2 separate regions of the Cricetulus griseus genome follow, and region 2 is linked to region 1. The links are chromatin contacts, called in public Hi-C maps. All regions are on one chromosome and are shown on one strand. The core of a region is the stretch at or near the end of the contact, and the rest is flanking DNA. Distances in the headings are between cores, read along the strand shown. Region 1 has its middle 32 kb from the start of Rnf139. Region 2 overlaps LOC103158860 (protein FAM91A1).

Region 1 (6,210 bases), core at 1,004-3,503:
CTGGACATGGCCTGCTGTGTCTGCTTCTCATCAACAGCCCAAGATCAGAGGCTCAGACAGTTAGCTCCACCGCAGCCTCGGGAAAGGGAGAAGGGCTGAGGGCTGAGTTAATAATTGATAATGCCTACCTGAGGAAGCTTCTGAATGTCTTTGGAGGGTGGAAGCCCTGAGGGCATGGGGCGTCTACACCCTTCCCCGTAGGCCCTGCCCCGCAGAGGTCATAGCCATTCACACGCCTTACATTAAAACGGTAAATGTAAGGACATTTGTTACTCTAAATTCTGTGGACTGGAAAATCATGGGACTTGGGATAGGGTCCCGAGAACCACAACTTGTTGTCACCTAGTGAGAAACACCACGGATTCCAAATTGTGATTGCCGTCTGCCCTGGGGGACGGTCTTGTGCAACCAAGCCTTTCTCACACAGTATCCAATGCTGACTCCAGAGAAACAGTGCAATAACGGAACTGAAGTGAAACCCCTCTGGTTAGTGTCCACAGCCAGGTTGCACAGTGTGGGAAAAACACCCCCATGTTTTGGAAACTAGAAGCTACAGGAAAGGAGGGTTGTTTGGTTCTCCTCTACAGGCTAGATGAACTCGAAAAGCTGGCAAGTCTACGATTTCTATCTAAGGCACACAAACGTCACAAAAAGGCACAGCTCCTCGCTCAAGGAGCCCGTGCTTTCGTTGGGATAAGGGGTATAAAAGCTGGGTTAAGCACATGACATAACAGGTGACGTTGTCTTCTGGAACTTGTCGTAAACATCGTGTCGATGTTAGCTGCCATGGGGGTAGACACAGAATGAATAATTGATAGTGAAAGACCCCCGAAGAGGTACTTTTGTAGAGGGAGACTCACACACCCAGGAATCAGCGAGGCCACGAACTGGATGCAAAAAAACAAGAGGCTTTATTGGAGACGCGGGTACCCGGGGCGACTTAGCCTTTGTGTGGCTAAGCGCCCCGAGCCAAGGGAAAGGGGTCCTTATATAGGGAAAAAGGCGCAAGCTAGGAGCAGGGATTCTATTTGATGGTTCAAATGAGGCACAGAGCCATTCCAGATCAGCATATTCTCAAGGTCTGGTGTCTGGTACAACAGACTTGATTCCTCCCTCCGCGCCCAGGTGGCTGACCTTGGGGGCGGAGACCTTGGGACGGAGTGTTTCTCAACGGGGGGGGGGTGGGGGCGAGGGGTGCCCTTTCCCTGCTCGGCCCCAGCCCCGGCGCGGTGCCAGGGCAGCCCCGCCTGGGTGAACCGGCTTGGGAGGGAAAACGGCAGCCGGGGGAAGTGGAGGCCGGCGGGGGCAGGGACGGCAGGATAAAGGGGAAGCAGGGCGGCTCTGCGGCAGCTCGCCCGCGCTGCACTCTCCAGCCCCTGGCGGTATCCTGGCTCTGCCCTGCTCCAGAGAGAACACCCAGCATCAGCATAGGCGGGGGGAGACAGAGAGGCAGCGGGCCTTTCAATAGGTGGTATTTACTGTCCACTGGCACAATCAGAAAGAGGTTAGAATAATTAGGAAAGAAGCCACAAAGGTGAGGCGGTTTGGGTTGCAGCAGACACTGTTGCAAAGCAAAGATGTAGCCAAGTGAACCTGCAGGCGACATCGGAAATGATGCTGACCTTTGTCACATTAATACTCTGTGTGTGTGTGTGTGTGTGTGTGAGAGAGAGAGAGAGAGAGAGAGAGAGAGAGAGAGAGAGAGAAGAAAAGAGAGAGAGAGAGAGAAGAAAAAAGAGAGAGAGAGAGAGAGAGCACTTTACACCCAAACTCCTTATACAACAGCGAGGCAATCTGCAGAAAGTCACCTGGGAAGCCCCACACCCAGAAGGGCTCTCAGCCCTCTTAACTCCCACTTAGGCATCGTCCCCCGCCCTACGCTGCTATGCTGCAGAACAGTGTGAAGAAAGGCAGGACAAGCAACACGGAGCCTGACCAGCCTGAGTGGAAGGGCTTGGGCGTTAGACAGCCAGGGCAGAGCAGTGAGGAGACCACAGCTCACAGTATTGGCTTGCCTAGCATGTACCCACAAGGCCTTGAACTACAAGAAAAGCTAAGACACGGTGCGTGGATCCTGGGCCATCACCAAGAGACGTGAGAAGGCGGTGGCTGCGTAGTCAAGGGTTTACACTACCAGGAAAGAACTAATGCCATCCCACAATCGGTAAACTGCCAGTGACTTGGCAAGTACTCAGCATCAGAAGGCCATGTAAACAATGACGATAACCTGGCCTGAAGGCCACGTGGCCCAGAGCTTTGATGAAGATGCAGAAACTAACTTGCTGTAGGTAGTACCGGGGAGGGGCCCGGGGTAAAAACTGAATTTGGTGAAAACTCACATATGTTGTGGTGAGAATGGACTTTAGGTTAAAAGGCATGTTAGGATTAAAACAGCCGGACCAGGAAACCTAGAGATGAAGGACAGAGAAACTTGTAGCTGGGTGTAAGATAATCAGGCTAAACACATGAAATAGAACAGGGCTTTGGGTTGGTGACAACCACCTGGCTGGCTTCCCCCAAGCTCTTGAGGAACATACCTTTTCATTTATGTTTACACAGTTTTATGTGTTTGTGTGAGTGTACATCACATGTCTGCAGATAGCCTGCCCCACCCACGCCCGGGTAGGGGGCCTGCAGAAAAGGGTGTGAATTCCCTGGAGCTGCAGTTTCAGGAAGTTGTGAGCTGCCTGGTATGGGTGCTGGGAACCGAACTCGGGTCCTCTGGAGAAACATCGAGCACTCTTAACCATGGAGCCGTTTCTCTTTGCACCCTCATAGACTGTTAGATCTAATGCAGCTCGTTGCCACAGTGTAAGGATAATTTCTCTTTTAAAAAGCCTCCACCTGTTTCAGAAAAGAGACCCCAGACTCAGACAAGGAGTTAAGTAAGAATAGCCCCCAGACACTTAGCTTCTTGGGAGCTGTGAGAACAAAGACAGCTTAGTGTGAGACACTGTTAGCTGTCAAGGTCAATAACTCACAAGGCCAGAGTCAGAGATGGACGGAGCAGGGCTTCAGCCACCTGGAATTACGTGGGCATATTTACATAGCGTGTGATCCTTTCCTGACTGGGTCATGGGGACATGCAGCGAATGTGTGGGTCCAGCCAGTGGCAGGCAGTACAAAGGACTAATCAGTCAGTCACAGGGATTACTTCAGTCTTTTTCCACGTTCTGGCACGTCTCTTTAAAAGCTTCAGACAGTTCGATGGCCTTGCCTGTCTCGCTAAGTTCGCCTCTTTAGGAGTTTATTATTTTTCCTTAACTTATCATTTTTCTTTGCCTTCTCCTACTAAGCTTAAGCTTGCCTATGCTTTTCTTCCACGAGTGCCCCACACCTTTCATCATCACTGGCTTGGAGACAAAATATAGGGAGCCACTGCCCCAGGTCTATCTTGGTGGCCATGGGTGTCTGGCACCCTTGGTCCTTAGGCAAAGTTCAAGTGGGCTAAGAAAAGTCCTATGGGACCCAAAGCCCTGCTGTCTCCTGAATATTCGCAGATATACAGGACACATCCAGCCACCCTCTTAAAGTACTGACTAATTAATGCATGTACACAGACCAATATCACACGCTAGGAGTGTTCATGAAAAATGCTTAGTGATCAATTTTAAAAATGACCATGGTTTAACCACATTGATAAATTTTCACCAAACTCCACCAGAAGCGTGAGCCTGAAATAATAGTTTCATGGTGTATATTTCCATATGCTTCCCACCAAATATACTTGACAGAAAATCTATCCCTTTGATCATTTCAACTTCTTTTTTTTTTTTGAGACAGGGTTTCTCTGTGTAGCCCTGGCTGTCCTGAACTAGCTCTGTAGTCCAGGCTGGCCTTGATCTCAGAGACCCACCTGCCTCTGCCTCCTGAGGACTGGTTTTCCTTGGCAATGGCAATGGAGACCAGACCACAGACTCCTGTGGTGACCACTTCATTATCTATTGACAAGTTCTTCATTGTAAAGGCAGGATCCTCTGACTTCAGGGTGCTTTGTACATATGAGGTCCAAACAGTACAGTATGTCAGGAGAAATCTTGAAGGTTTATCATCATCTGAGTTATTCATATTCCTATATACACAACACTTCTGGCACCCTAGGAAAAGCCCTACCCCAGGCAGTGTTCCATCTAACCCCCCAAAATAGGTGTCTGTTCTAGAACCTCATGCAACCGGAACCTTGGACATTCGGTATTCTCTCACCAGGCTTTTTCACTGGTTAAAACAGTCTTTGGTGTCTTCTCGAGTTGCGATTTACTGCCACTTGTCATTGACAGGCATGCCGTTGTGTGACTACCAGTTCCTTCTACAGTTAGACATTTAAGTTGCTTCTGTATCCTGGTAATCACATATCAAACAGCTGAATTCATTCATGTGCAGGGTTTGTGTGGGCATGTGCTTTCATTTTTCTTGAGCTAAAATGTAAAAGCTAAAATGTAAAAGTGTGTGTGTGTGTGTGTGTGTGTGTGTGTGTGTGTCTGTGTGTGTGTGTGTGTTGCTTTCTAAGAAACTGCTGAACAGTTTCCCAAAGGAAACTATCGTTTTGAATCTTGCAACGATATGTAAGTTTCCTTTGTTCTGAGTGAAAGACCCCCGAAGAGGTACTTTTGTAGAGGGAGACTCACACCCAGGAATCAGCGAGGCCACGAACTGGATGTAAAAACAAGAGGCTTTATTGGAGACGCGGGTACCCGGGGCGACTTAGCTTTTCTGAGGCCAAGCGCGCCGAGCCAAGGGAAAGGGGTCCTTATATAGGGAAAAAGGCGCAAGCTAGGAGCAGGGATTCTATTTGATGGTTCAAATGAGGCACAGAGCCATTCCAGATCAGCATATTCTCAAGGTCTGGTGTCTGGTACAACAGACTTGATTCCTCCCTCCGCGCCCAGGTGGCTGACCTTGGGGGCGGAGACCTTGGGACGGAGTGTTTCTCAACGGGGGGGGGGCGTGGGGGCGAGGGGTGCCCTTTCCCTGCTCGGCCCCAGCCCCGGCGCGGTGCCAGGGCAGCCCCGCCTGGGTGAACCGGCTTGGGAGGGAAAACGGCAGCCGGGGGAAGTGGAGGCCGGCGGGGGCAGGGACAGCAGGATAAAGGGGAAGCAGGGCGGCTCTGCGGCAGCTCGCCCGCGCTGCACTCTCCAGCCCCTGGCGGTATCCTGGCTCTGCCCTGCTCCAGAGAGAACACCCAGCATCAGCATAGGCGGGGGGAGACAGAGAGGCAGCGGGCCTTTCATGAGTCCTTGCTAACATATGGGAGTGTCAGTATTTTTTAACTTCTATCCGTTCTAGTGGGTGTGGGTATCTTATGACTTTGATTGGTACTAGCATGACACACGTTACATTGAACAAATTTCCATGCGTTTATTACTCATGTATCCATCTTTTTGCAATATGATCATGTGGGTCTTTCAGTAAATTTTGGTACCTTTCTGCTGCTCCTTTGCAGAGAACTTCCTGTAATGCAAATGTCTCCTCCCAATCTGTTCTTTGTCTATGAATTTTTTTATGGGGATATTTAAATTTTACGATGTTCATACTTTTTTTTTCATTATAGTGCCTTCATACTCTTCCTAAGAGTCTTTGTCCATACCAACTTACAATGATCAATGTTTTTTTTTTCCTCAAGAAATTTTACTGTTTCAACTTTTATGTTCATGCTGATGAACATCCTGAATTTTTATTTTTTCCTGTGTTATGTTACATAGGGATCAAAGCTCTGGTTCTGTATGAACCTCCAGCTGTCAGACTATTGAAAAGCATTTTGCTCACTGAACTCCTGAAGTCCCTTCATTAAATATTAATTAGCACTCAGGCACAGTAACATAGACCTGTAATCTTAGCACTGGGAGGCCAGTTTGAGCTACATCGCCAGTGTTGTGTCTAAATCATGTATATACCCATCTATCTCTAAACTATTAATTTATATTTTTCTCTGTTCATGACCAGCTGGGGCCCTCTTGGTCACTGCAACATTGTAACAAATCCTCTAGCTGCTCTGTAGATTTACTTAACCCTTGTAATGCTTTTCATTCACCCATACATTTTTTAACTAAGTTGTCAATTGCCACCAAGAGTCCCTGAGGGGGTTTGAAAGAAAATGGCCTCCAAAGGGAGTGGCACTATTAGGGGCTGTGGCCTTGTTGGAGTAGGTGTGGTCTTGTTGGAGGAAGAGCGTCGCCGTGGAGGCGGGCTTTGGGGTCTCACATATGCTCAAGC
Region 2 (6,567 bases), core at 2,026-4,525, 380 kb before region 1:
TGGTAACTGAGCATTCAGATATATGAGCCCGTGGGGGCCGTTCTTACTCAAACCACCACACTCTGCTCCTAGCCACATCATAATGCAAAATTGCTTTCAGTCCATCTTCAGAAGTCCCCAAAGTCCATCACAGTCTCAACATTGTTTAAAAGTCCAAAGTCTCTAAGACTCATGGGAGTTTCTTAGCCCCCGGGGCAAACTCCACATTCTAGATACATGGCCATGTCTGATGTCAAAGCACTCTTTGGGCCTCCGATTGCTTTCGGCTTTGTAGACTACACACACACTTCTCTCTCTAGCTGGTCCCATGCCGGGTCTGTGGCTCTCTTGGCAGGTAACCCACAAGACTGTAAATCCAGAGCCACGGCCCAAGTGCCAAGTTCTGCTGTTTGATGAGTTGGAAGTTGCCCTTGTTCAGTTCATTGCCTCAGCTTTCCTTCACTGCCCAAGCTTCTCCTTTAGTCCTTTTCAGAAGTGAGAAGCTTAGCTGGGTGGGGTCTTGCCCGAGGTCACCACTCCCTTTATTCCATTTAGCGTCAGGCTTGTCTTTAAACCTCTTATCTCCTTGAGCCCTGGGCTTAGCGCCAGTACACTTCCTGGTGATCCTTTTCTCCTCACACTGTACGTTTTGTATTTCTCTTTGTCCTGTTTGCTCCCTTTCATTACAGATCTGTAGAGTTGTTACTGATGACCACACGACCAGGTTAAGACTAGGCTGTCTGGACCCTCTGTCAGTGCTGTTAATCTGAAATTTCAATTTAGTCTCAGGAAACTTTTTAGGACAAGCACAAAAAGCAGCTGTATTTTTTCTTTTTCTTTTTTTTTTTTTTTTTTCAAAATATCACAAGAATGGTCTCTAAGCAACTAGCCCCTCTAAAACCTTTTGATCCAGGAAGTCTCAGTTTACATTGTATCTAGCACCAGTGTCTCCCATGCTCCCACTAGTATGGCCCAGTAAGTCCTGCTTAAAGCTGTCAACTGCTTTCCTAATCCAAAGTTCCAAAGTCCACATTCTGCCGACAAACAGCATGGTCCGACCAATCACGGCACCCCCTACTCCCTGTTACCAACTTCTGTCTTAGTCTCTGTTCTATTGCTGTGAAGAGACCCATGACCATGACAACTCTAATAAAGGAAAGCATTTAATTCAGGGCTCGCTTACAGTTTCAGAAGCTTAGTCCATTGTCTGAGCAGGGAGCATGGTAGCTCGCCATAGTGCTGGAAAAATAGTTGAGAGTTACAGACAGGCAGAGGCTGGGGCAGGGCACCTGGGCCTGGCATAGGCTTTTGAAACCTCAAAGCCCCCCCCCCCACACACACACACTTTCACAAGGCCAGGCCTCTTAATCCTTCTAATCCTTTCAAATAATGCCACTCCTGGTGAAGCATTCAAATATATGAGCCTGTGGAAGCCATTCTTAGTCAAACTACCACAGAAACTTATATTTTATCTTATATTTAAGTTTTGATATTTTATTTCAAAGTGGCCTCCTTTTTGTATATTGTTAGCCTTTTTGTATACTGTTAGAACGGGTAAAAAGCTTCGATACAAAGCAATTGCATTAATTAAAGAATTTTCTGTTTTATTATGTTGCATACTCATATATAATTTGAAATGATAAAATTTAACTTGTAAGACTTTACTTTTTACCATTATATTTAGTTAATAATATTCCCCCATTTTTCTTTTCAGCCTTCAAAGCCTCTTACATTCCAGTAGAAAACTCTCTCTACAAGTCCTTAACTTTGTTCACTCATTCCAGGTAACACACCCAAAACATGCAAATGGTGTTATATAGAGCTTCATAATATGTGAAAGGCTCTCTTTGTGTTTGATTCTGAGTCCTCCCCAATAGCAAGATATGTAATCATCACGGTCCAAACGTTAACTGACTTGCACATTTCACTGAGCTGGCCTTGTTCTGTGCAAGAGTTCATTGAGCCGAATATGCTTGACTCTTATGTTGTGTGTTGTGTGTCCTGCGTGCTAGTGTGGAGGCCAGTCTGGAGTCTGCTGAGTACGACTCTTACCCCGCCGTTCTGTAGGCCATCCCTGGTGGTTTCAAAGCACTTACTGTGAGTGCTTGTCATTTTTGTCATTTTTGCACGCGTCACTGTGTCTCCCGTAGGACTTTGCATGCTGTGAACACTCTCTGAGACTAAAAGTGAGCTAGCTCTCTTGTTCCTTGGTCTTTAGGAAGGTGCTTCAACTCTGGATCTTCACACGGAGCCCGGCTTTCCCAGTGTGCTTTCCCAGTCGTCCTGGGCCGACACGGGAGTTCCGCTTCCTGCCAAAAACCTGATGTTCAAAGACGGCCTCTTGTCAGAGTGGAGTGGACGCTCGCCTTCCTCCTTTCTCCTTGCGAATCTCCACCTGCAGTAATTTGATTACACCATTGATTGCTCACACGTTCTGCCTTTTTCTTTCTTGACATTGGCTTTACAGTGTCAGCCACCAAGAGCATCCTCTGCTGCGGTGCCGCCCGTGCTCGCTATAGGAAGTGCTCAGAGCCTGCCGGTTTTCCGAAGGAAGCCGTAGTGTTGCACGTCTTACTGCAGTGCAGCCCAGTGCTCTTCAGCAGCCAGCACCGCGTTTTTACCTTGAGACAATCTGCATTTCTTTTCTAAAACTAAGGATGTACTTTATAGGTTCTAGGTGACTGTTAGGTTTATAAGCAGTCACTCTGAATATTGCAGTGTAGTTTTCTAGGTTAGTTTCTCAGACATAAACCTGGTTTAATTTTATATTTTGTTATCTACACTAAGGGGATCCCAGGAGGAGATGGAACTCTTCCTCCGACAGGTAGTCCCGCTGGAAAGTGGCAAGTGTCCAGCAGTGAGAGGTCTGTACCAGGGCATTAAGGGTTCCTGTGGATGTCTGTGAATTATGTATGCCAAGTGAACAGGATTGGGGAAATGTCAGTCAGCACGGTGTGTAAGCTTCACCTTGGTTTGTAAGGTCTCAACTGACTATTCATTGACATCTCGTGAAAAAAGCTTTGGAAAACATTCTATTTTTAAATGATGTTTGTATGTGGGCTTCTGCTGTCAACTCAACTTTGGGCTTTATATTTTCATAGAGTCTTTATGGAAAAGTAGAATTTATTTTCTACTTGTACTTGAGGCTGTCGCGTGTCTCATTTTGTCTTGTAGCGTTACCAGTGAACTGTTAGGACAGTTGACTTTGGTTTCCAAGCAAGGATTGTGGTTGGGAGCTGCCCAGTCGCAGCGTCAGGGCGGTCTTTGGACTCAGCTCCATGGTAAGGCAATTGACTGTGCATACACAGCACCTGGACAAAGCCTGGCACACAGCTCTGAGGGGCAGTGGGAAAGCACTGGCTGGCCTCACGCGCTGCTTCGGGAGGTCGTTCTTTCTCGTCTCAGATGTCAGGCTTTGTGGAACCACACAGAGGCATTTCAGGTCACCTCCCTTGGGGGATTGTGCAGGGTTAGATTAGCTCCCCTTAGAGGGCAATGGCTTGCTAGTGTGAAACTAACCGAGCTAACAGGTCTGGCTTCAGGCTGTTTGACAGTGGTTGAGCCTAACAGTTTTGCTGATGGCCTTTGTTATTTATGCAGCTGATATTTGTGTATTTAACAAACTTCTGGAAGTATATGCCTTTCTTGGAACCATTCTAGTGGCCATGCATTTAATACCCATGGCCTATCTGTAGAACTGAGGATTTTGGACCAGGTTACTTGTAACACAGTTAGTGCTGTGTTTGGGGTAAATGCAGTAATGTTTAGTTTTGTACTTTGTCTTGTATAAGGTGTGTATGTCAGGTTTGTCTGTAAAGGAAAAGTACGTAGTAACATTAAACGATCTCTGTGACTGTGAAACACTCATTAGTGCATTCCCAGGGCTGCTGGCTGTGTGTGTGTTTAACTTTACAGCTCCCACTGAAAGTTGTATTTCATTTGATCAGGGCTCTTTAATCTCACTTTATTTTGCTTTGTTTGAGTTAACTGTGGTATTTATCCTTGTATTAGCAGTTGAGCACCAACTCTAACGACATGTACACTAATAAAGAATTGAACAGTTGTAGTTACAACAGTGAGTCCAGTTATTGCTGACTTTATAGCTTAAAATATGGGAGTGATTTGCTGCTATAATTCCTTTGCAAAACACTGAAGGAAGAGATGGAACCTAACCACGATGGTGAACTTCAGGGACACGTTTCATCTCTGGTTTCTTGTGTGAGTGGGGAGTGGGGCCGCCAGACGCCCAGCGAATGTGCCCGGTCTTAGGAGGACCGTCTGCATCAGAGAAGGTGATGTGGGTGTTTGTGCTTTGCTTTATGAATGTGGCCTGTTCCACTCATGTGAGCTCATGCAGAGATGCCTCTGTTAAGTCGCTTAGAAATAAACAAACAAACAAACAAACATAGACTTTGTTCTTTGCCAAAGAGAATTGATAGAAGTCGTATCCAGTTCCTTTGCAAATGTTTGGTTCCGTTTGGCTGTGCACTGTCCTCATTCCTTCCCCCGCACCCTTACTGTAGCTTGACCCATTGTGAGCAAACATTTAGACACCAGGGAAACAAGAGCTATTAACATCAGAAAGGGCACACAGGTTAGTAGGGGTCGAGCTTCACCTCACAGATGCACCTAAACAGCATACCTTAGTCAGTCAAGAAGTTAGGGTTGTTTGGTTCTTAGAGCAGAGGTTCTCAACCTGGAGGGGTCAAATGAGCCCTTTCAGAGGCCGCATATCAGATATCCTGCATATCAGATAGTTACGTTGTAATTCATAACAGCAACATTACGGTTCTGAAGTAGCAACGAAAATGATTTTATGGTTGTGGGTGACCAGCATGAGGAACTACAGTAGCCGGCCGCAGCGTTAGGAAGGGTGAGAACCACTGCTCTGGGGCCTTTCTTGTTTCAAATACGTAACCAGATGCTTCTGTATTTGTTTGAGGGAAGTTGATTTCTCTTACTGGCTGTTCTGTTTTTGCTGCCATTCACATTCATTTTTTTAATGTTCAGTGTTTCAAATATACTTTGTATTCAAGGATTTTAAAGTACCAAAACTGTAACTCAGAACAGTGCATTGTTTTCTGTCATGATGTTAATATTATACAATGAAATTGTATAAAGTGTTGTCAATTTGATTATTGACACAAATAACATGTTTACAAATAAACTATGGTGTTGATCAAGTTGCAGTGGAGAGTGTCTAATTTTCTGAGACTTAACGTTGTTAATATTAAATACACTTGTTCTTGTCAGCCTGACTTTCCTGTACCTTTTCAACTAACTCTTGAATTTTGTCCTAATAACAGATTTTCGGGATAATTTGCCAGGTTAGGCCATGGGTGTTCTTGTCTCTGTCAATTGGGCCAGGGAACCTCAATTGAGAAAATGCCACCCCCTCCCCAGGTTGGCCTTCAGCAAGTCTGTGGGGGACATTTAGTGGTGCATGTAGTAGACCCAGCTCACTGTGGGTGGTGCCACCCTGGCTTGGTGGTCCTGGCTGCTTTGCCAACACAGGCCATCTCTGAGGGAAGTCAGGGAAGGAAGTCTTAGAAGGCAGGAATTGGAGGCAGGAACTGATGCAGAGTTAGGGAGTAGTGCTGCTCACTGGCTTACTCCTTGAAACTTGCTTGGCCTGCTCTCTATAGCAAAGATCTGAGAAGGGTTGGCAGAGTGAGCATGATTAAAACACATGATATTCGCAACTAATACAAACGTTTAAAGTTACAAAAGTTCCAGGCTCTGGTTCAGTTTCCCTGGTTTGGGATAGTACTTACTGCCAGACCCCCCCCCCCCCCCCCCCCCCGGCAAAACCATCTGCATTTTCGAATAATGTTTCATCTTGTCGTATGGTTTGGGTTACAAAGCCTCTTAATTTTATCATGGATTATTTGTTTCTCATCTCTGTGGTTCTAGTGGCTCCTTGCCATGAACACAAATCCGTTGTTTTTCAGGCGGAACCTTCCAGCCTTGTATTTTTATTAAGTTGGCGTACACAAAAGTGGAGAGAACACTCATTCACTTTGACCACGGTCAGTGTTTAGCCCTCTTGGTTCATGTAGACAAAGTATATGTATTTATGTGCACACACAACTCAATCCCCTCTCAATAGGTAAGGTAAAGGCCTGGATGCCATACAATCAGTTCCATAACTTAGACTGTTAACCATGAATTACTGGAGACAATAGTTCCTGCAGCCATGCACCCCACTAAGCCACCACTGCTGACAGCTAGAATTAAAAGCTGGTAAAAATTGGTCTGCAGCATCAAATAAGAGATAGCCACATTAAAAAGGGATGTGAAAATTTTAAATTATCAGATATGTTTGTGAACTAGGAGAATGCAAAGAAGGGGAATGACTTAGCTACAGCGTGTCTTAGGAACATAATGAAAAAAAACTACATGTGAAACATGCATACTAATGGAATGGCATTTAGTGTGTTGCTATTTGTGGACATTACCCAGTGTGTATGTGGAACCTAACATCAGTCTTAAGCATCATGGTAAAAGTTTTGGGGGGAGAGGCTGTGCAGAGGTGTTTTTAAAGGTATTTTTAAACTCCTTGAGAGTTTTTTATATATATGCACACAT

What was found. Hi-C and Micro-C count contacts between places; a contact is called where the count stands out from the background.
Region 2: a Hi-C map of liver shows a contact between it and region 1, with 5 times the contacts expected there. The contact joins two enhancer-like sites. A contact is called at or near these places in 6 of 8 Hi-C or Micro-C datasets (the CHK-Q cell line, the CHL-YN cell line, the CHO-K1 cell line and 2 more).

Annotation. Positions count from the first base shown.
Region 1 is chr10:28,776,679-28,782,888 of CriGri-PICRH-1.0, reverse strand. No RefSeq gene overlaps it. Among named protein-coding and RNA genes, the nearest start is that of Rnf139, 32 kb to the right of the region's middle. Within about 2 kb of position 2,253, at least 1 of the 6 cell types and tissues checked has open chromatin away from gene starts, as enhancers often do.
Region 2 is chr10:29,154,984-29,161,550 of CriGri-PICRH-1.0, reverse strand. It overlaps LOC103158860 (protein FAM91A1), which reads left to right. Exons shown (of 25, transcript XM_027431640.2): 24 at 1,694-1,763; 25 at 2,198-5,168. The coding sequence ends at 2,383. Among named protein-coding and RNA genes, the nearest start is that of Fbxo32, 250 kb to the left of the region's middle. Within about 2 kb of position 3,275, at least 1 of the 6 cell types and tissues checked has open chromatin away from gene starts, as enhancers often do.